2 separate regions of the Mus musculus genome follow, and region 1 is linked to region 2. A link is a contact called in public HiChIP or PLAC-seq data. All regions are on one chromosome and are shown on one strand. Each heading gives the region's core, a stretch centred on a gene start, on an enhancer-like site or on the middle of the called end of the contact. The rest is flanking DNA. Distances are from core to core; before and after follow the strand shown. Region 1 overlaps Spata13 (spermatogenesis associated 13). Region 2 has its middle 50 kb from the start of Amer2.

Region 1 (3,433 bases), core at 121-2,620, 310 kb before region 2:
AAATCAGGGTGTAATGAGTTTGTAATCCAGGGTCCCCTTACACTGTAGGTTCCAGAAAATAACATTTGCAGAATGTGACAGGGCAGGACTGAAGGACTCTGTTACAACAAGAAGGGAAGTGGTGGGCTGTGTGGAGACGGGGTTGCTGCAGTGAACGGGCAACAAGGTCCCACCCTTGAAAGCTGAGCAGAACGATAGTCCACGGGTGACTGATGACGTACGTCATCCTCAGGCTGGGAACTGGATGAGCTCAGCAAGGTTCTGGAGGGACTGGTAAAAGGGACAGCACAGGAGGAAGCAGTGGGGTGACCTGGAGGCTCCTCTGCCATAGATACCCACCCTGGGCTGCCCCATCCCATGGGCCTAAGCTCCACTCAGTTTCTTCCAGTGGCATGTGAGAGCTGGCTGGGTACACTCATAAGCCCATGTCTTCTTGTCTTGTCCTCTGGGGCTGGGGTTCCCTGACCCCTGCAAGCCTCACAGGATTGTTGTAGCAACACTGCTTTCAGAGCTCTCCTGTCGCTCTTGAGAACACACTCCCGTGCCCGGCTGTATACCAGTGTTGTCAAGGCTCTGGATACCGACGTGCCCATGAATCTTGGACAAATGCACGAGATGCAGCTGGGCTGGAACTCCACAGAGGCTGCTGGGTGCCTGCAGTGTTCAGTCCCTTCTCCCACCCCAAGCCTCAGCTCCCATCCCTAACTGCAATCAGGCAAGCTCTGGCTACAATGTAGTGAGCTGCTTTGGAAGTGCCTCAGGGAGTGAGCCAAGCCACTCCTGAACTTGAACCCAAAGCCCAGATGCACAGGAACACTCTCAGGAGCTCCTCTGATGTCCTGAATCTGGTATCTTTCTGAGTCTCTCAGGAAAGGGCAGCCAGGTGGGCAGGGGCAGCCATACATGTGTACGCGTGTGCTAGCAGTCATCAGCACCTACAAGCTTCCCCTCCCCCACTTTTCAGGGATGCAGGGCTGGAGGATGTGAGGTCTTGAGGAAGCTAGGCCTCAGCAGTCTGAGAATTACGGTACCGTCTCTTCCTTTAAATCGTAGCTTCCATGCCCCTTCTGTGGTCACAGGCCTTGCAGGTGCAGAACTGAAGGCTACTTATTACGTACATGGTCTATGACACATTCCCAGGGTATGTGTACGGGATGTTGACGGAGGAAGTCTTCAGGAAATAAGAGATATTCTGTATGCATAAGTTGGCTGTCTCAGGCACCAGGAAAAGCACTAAAGATAAAAGCCTTTGTGAACTGGGGGAGGCTTGTAGGGGAAACAGCAGCCTGAGTGAGGCCTGGTGGCCTGCCTGGGTTTACAGCTAAAAGGTTCTAATGATCGTGGGGGAGTAGAGACTAGACAGACCCTGGGTCTGGCTGGGACCCAGAGCTGCAGGAATCTTTGGATGTCGGCCAGCAGCGACCTGGCACTGCCCAGTACCACTGGCATTTCTCCTTATCACATTTCAGCTATGGCTGAGCCAGATTGAAAGAAAAGAAAAGCATTGGGGCCTCTGAGAGCAAAACCCTGAAAATGACACTTTTCCCTCAAAGAACCACTGAACAATGTTGGCCTAGTGAGGACCCTGCCACCTGATCTGCCCATTGCTGGGAAAAGCAGCCTTTTTTTTTAAAAAGACAGTAGTTATCTACAATCCATAATTTACATTAGTGAAATATAAAGAATTCACTGGGAAAGTGCCAGACCTCACGGGATGGGGTTGCAAAGTGACAAGGACAAATGACAAGTGACCTGAGCTGGTGCTGTAAATGCTTACAAGAACGAGGTGGGACATGGGACAGATTCAATACCACAGTGAGCTCTTGCTGAGTGGCTTCCATTAGCCCAGGTACACTGACTCAGCGCCCCACCGGCTAACTGGGGTGGGCGTGGCTAGGGGCAGAAGACTTGCAGCCTGAAGAAATGGCTGGCATAAAGACAGCTAGCATAAAGATGACATGAGGACCACACCAACCTTCCTGCATCGATCACGACACAGGTGCCAAGTGCAAGCTGCAAGACAGGCGTGAGTGTATGTCATTAATTCCCAGGTTGCTGTACTGGCTTCACTTTCTGGCTAAAGAAGCCTGGGCAAAGGCACCTGACCCCTTTCAAGTTCGCCCTGCCAACTGTAATAGGAACAGGTTTTCATGTTTCCTATACTCAAGGTTATTCTTCCTCCCTGGCGTTTCAAGGCCGACCTGAACTATACTTTCTCTTCCAAAGAGGATAAGAACCCAGCCAGTTCCCACCTATCTCTCAACACTTAAGCCTGGGCCCCCCTAACAGGTCCACTCAGCTACTCCTTGTTGTCCTTCCTGCCTCACCCCACCCAATACCTATGGTTTGTATGTACCTAGGCAGCTATTACATCACTCCTAATTCAAACTGCATCACTGCTCATCAGCCTCAGGGGAGAGCCAAAGCCCCGAGATCCTCTACACGCCACCTCACCCTGGTTCTGATGGTGTCCTGCTGCTCCTACATGACACCCTTCCTCAGACAAGACTCATGCTTCTCGACCATTCCATTTAAAAGCCACATCTTCAGAAAGAGGCAAGAGAATTGCAGTAAGTTCAAGGGCAATCACACATGGGCTATGTGTAGAGACCCTGTCTCAATCAATCAATCTAAATAACTAAATGCATTCTAAAAGGAAAGTGGGGGCTAGCAAGACGGCTCAGTGGTAAAGACGTCCACAGTCAGGCCTGAGGACTTGCATTCTATCCCCAGGTCTCACATGGCAGAAACAGAGAACCGATTCCCACTAGCTGTCCCCTGACCTCCAGATGAACATGCTTAAATAACAAATAAAATGATTTTTTTAAAAAAAACGTATATAAGTGCAGACTATTCTTTTACTGGGTGCTGTGAAGTGGGGACCTCAATAGAATATTCGTCTCCCTCCATTTCAGGGCAGCACTGGCCATCTCTGTAATGCCAATTACAGGTAACAAGACAGAAAATCTGTGTGCAATACAGGAAACACGGGCTGGTAACAGGCTGTTCTGGGAGTGGCAGTAACTGCTAGGCCCCTGTTCCTTGCAGGCTTTGCCTCTCCCAGCGAGGTCTAACGGCCTCCCAAGCCTGTCTCCATTCTTTGCCTTCTGTGACCTTAAAGCTATCTACGATTTTAAGTTCCCCCCAAACCTAAGGACTCCCAGTTCCCCGTCCCAGGGGTGAGAGATGGATGCTTTGTTCCTGCATGCTCAGCACCCCACGTAAACACCTGCTGCAGAGAACACACTCAGTGCTTTGCAAAGAGGACAGGAACTGCCAGCAGGGAAGCAAGATTCGAAGGAGTTACATAACCACGTAACACCATGCCAGGCCAGGCCAGGCCAGGATGGACACCAGGTCTCCTTAGCGCAAATCCCGGCACCCACCTCAGATTATGGCTAGAAAATCCCGCATCTCACTCCCCAGCCGTGCC
Region 2 (3,115 bases), core at 367-2,866:
ACTGCCGATGGCCCTCATGTGTGACGATGCTGCTGGAGCATGCATGATCTTGCTTGTGACCCCGCTTTGCCCAACCCCCCACACTTTGGAATAGGTTTGGTGGAACAGAGCAGATGTCTTAGCGACAGCAAGTCCCTCAGAGTGCAGCCCTGCCTCAATCCAGAACACAGTTGTCTCTGCAGTTCCCCTTTCCAAGGACTTCTTAATCCAAAACTAATATAGTTAGCACCTCAAAATCTACTTAGTTAATCTTAGATCAAATACATATGAAAAGAATTACATCTGTACTGAACACGTACGGGCTTTTCTTCCCTGATCGCATTACTTAAACAATACAACAGTTACATCGGAAGGTAGTGTAAGTTATCCAGTGGGGACTTGAAAGAAAATGTATTAGCTCAGGACCCTCAAGACTAAGCTCCCAGACCAAGTTCTCAGCACAAAGATTTATTTGCCCCAGAGGGTCAGAGGGCAGAGAATAAGAGACAAAGACAGGAGATAGAGGATGAGGGAGAAAGGGAAGGGAACAAGGGAGAGAGGGAAGGGCTATTTGTCCCAGAGAGAACAGGACAAAGGACTATCTCTGTGTAGGGAGGAGACAGACTGTGGCCCATAGGTAAATAGTTTATAAAGGTACAAGGGGAATTGTTTAACTCAAATTGGGTATGTTAATTAGGTAAGTCAAAGGAGGCTTTTGACTGCTGGACCTCAATACTTTGATAGCCACACCGTGGTAGCCAGCCTCAGGAGGAGAGATTGCACAAATAGGGGAATAGACCTTGGTGTGGCTAGCTTTAGGAATGTAATCTAGTGGTTTTTAGTAAGGTAGAAGGAATGGGAGAGAAGGGCAAGGCCTGTCAGAGCCATGCTCGCCATCCTCGAGCTGGCCAGGGTCCCTTCAGGACTTAACATGGAGAGGATGCTCACAGCTCCTGTGCACATACACACTATCTGAGTGGGGTTGAGCACTTGAGCAGCCACAGGGTTGAGTAGTGAGAGTCTGGGGACCAGTCACCCTTGACTGATTAATGATGCACTTTTTTTCAAGAAAGGTGTCTATTTGTCATAAAAGGCAGAAGATGGAGTCACCCAATTGTACGGTTCGTGGTGGTGAATAGACACTGTTGGCTTGGCTGGGTCTGTCACCACTGTCACCAAGTGTGTCCTCAGGGACCATTCCAGAGAATGGTCCAATTCTTCCAATGAAGAAAAGCCCCACCCATGGCAGCACCATCTGATTAGTTGGCCTCCTAGGCTGATTTAAAGAGAAAGGATGGCCTGGATGCCATGGTTCATCTCTGTCTGCTTCCTAGACTGCAGGTGCCATGTGACTGCCATTGTGTACTCCCACCGTGCCTTCCCACGGTGACGAGCCGTATCCCCTCACACCAAGAGCCAGAGTAAACTTTTCCTTCCTTAAGTTGCTTGGCGTCTGGTATATATTGTCATATCAAGGAGAAAAGCAGCTCACGTAAAGTCCTGAGTCAGACTGAAATCTTGTCCTGGAAGAAGTCATTAAACAAATATTTTAAAGCCGCAGCCCTATGGGGCTGTCTAGATCTATATTTAGAAATCATCAGACAGATATTTTGCCTCCTGACACTTTCAGGAAAGGCAAGCACACAGCGGGAAGAGGCTGAGCAAGGCACTCTGGGCTTGAGTCTGTGACTAATGAGCTGGGGACTGGCTGGCCTCCCCCAGCCTCTGCTTCCTATCTGAAGGGCAGGGTGGGTGGACTTTTCATCTCATTCCCTGGAGCTCATTGTGCTGTGATTGCTTCTGCTGCTTCATAAAATTTTCTCTTCCTCTTGTGATGTGACTTACAGTTAAGAACTCCATAATTTTTATTTCCCACTGGCATTTGGATGTTAATAACTGAAACACAATTCTCCCCAGAACTGATTTGTAGATTGCCTGTGTCTGTGGAGATGTCAGAGCGGGCAGAACCTTGCTCTTGTGCATATAGGCAGCTTCAGCTATTTTTGCTGGACCAGGATGCTCTGTAAACTCCTGTGGCCTCTTCACTTCACATATATAGATTCTGTTGGTATTGACTTCAGCTTCTTTTCTGAGTAAGCTTTATTTTCTCCTGATAAGATGTGAAGATCCTGAAAGGGAACGTTAAGAAACAACAGAAAGCCATCTTGCACCTCAGTCCTCAGCCCAGCTAAGAAGGTACTCGGTGTGGTTGGGCTTAGTGTGGATTCACCCAGAACCACACAGCAAACCAGAAAGTGACAGGGTTTCTGCTGCCCTGGACAATCAGGGTACCATGACTAGCTACTCCAAGAGTCAGCATCCCAAGAACACTGCCTCGTACTCTCTTCCCTTCAAACAGCCTCCCCAAAGCTCCGGGAGAAAGTCTAGAGGGGGAAAAAGGGATAGGCCAAAGACTTAGGTGCTTGATAATACAGACAAAATTATACAAAGCCTGGCCCAGAAAGAGACAAGCTAAAGGCAGGCTCTTTGAGAATAAGCAGATGGCTGCTGATAGCTGCCCAGGGTCTAGAGCACAGGAGTCTCTTGCTGCACACTTGCAGAGGACAGACTTCCACCCTTGGGTCAGGGTGTCACAGCTATGGAGTGTGCTGGTCTTGTGACACATCTCCAAATGGGCAGCATCCTTTAGACACTGAGTACTGAGCAGATTCCCTGTCCCATGCTATGGCGATATCCAGAGCCTCTTCTCAGGCCAACCTGAGATGGGACATGGAGTCCGCTTCTTCCCTGCTGAAGGCGGCCTTTTCCTGAGCCGTCACACCGTTCCTCGGTCAGGTTCATCACTCTTCAAAGACATTACTTAAGATCACTCTCTGAGTGTCCGGGGACAGGAGTCTTCTTCCCTTCCAGTGCAGTCCTTACTGCCTCGTCACCTGTGTTCTGTCACTTGCTGCTCACTCTTGGTGACCCTGTTGTTGGTCAGTGTGCTACACTAGGCTCTGATTCTACTGTATGTGTCTGTCCTACACAGCAGCCAACATGTGAGGGAAAGTTTCCAGAGAGAGGCTGTACCTGCAAACGGAAACCTCCCGCGAGGTTGCCTGGGAGACCAGGATTCCCATGAATGTGGAGAGGTTGGGATGCTGCAGTTCCAGAACTGACTACGATTTATCTT

What was found. HiChIP or PLAC-seq counts read pairs in DNA pulled down with a chosen protein or histone mark.
Region 1: a contact with region 2 is called in a FOXA1 HiChIP or PLAC-seq map of pancreatic cancer cells. The contact joins two enhancer-like sites. A contact is called at or near these places in 2 of 115 datasets of contacts at active chromatin or transcription factors (bone marrow-derived macrophages and pancreatic cancer cells).

Annotation. Positions count from the first base shown.
Region 1 is chr14:60,739,633-60,743,065 of GRCm38.p6, reverse strand. The region is part of intron 4 of Spata13 (spermatogenesis associated 13); the gene reads right to left. Among named protein-coding and RNA genes, the nearest start is that of Gm34997, 27 kb to the left of the region's middle. Within about 2 kb of position 1,370, at least 91 of the 459 cell types and tissues checked have an H3K27ac peak or open chromatin away from gene starts, as enhancers often do. A contact at or near this core is called in pancreatic cancer cells, where this site is marked.
Region 2 is chr14:60,426,617-60,429,731 of GRCm38.p6, reverse strand. No RefSeq gene overlaps it. Among named protein-coding and RNA genes, the nearest start is that of Amer2, 50 kb to the right of the region's middle. Within about 2 kb of position 1,616, at least 49 of the 459 cell types and tissues checked have an H3K27ac peak or open chromatin away from gene starts, as enhancers often do. A contact at or near this core is called in pancreatic cancer cells, where this site is marked.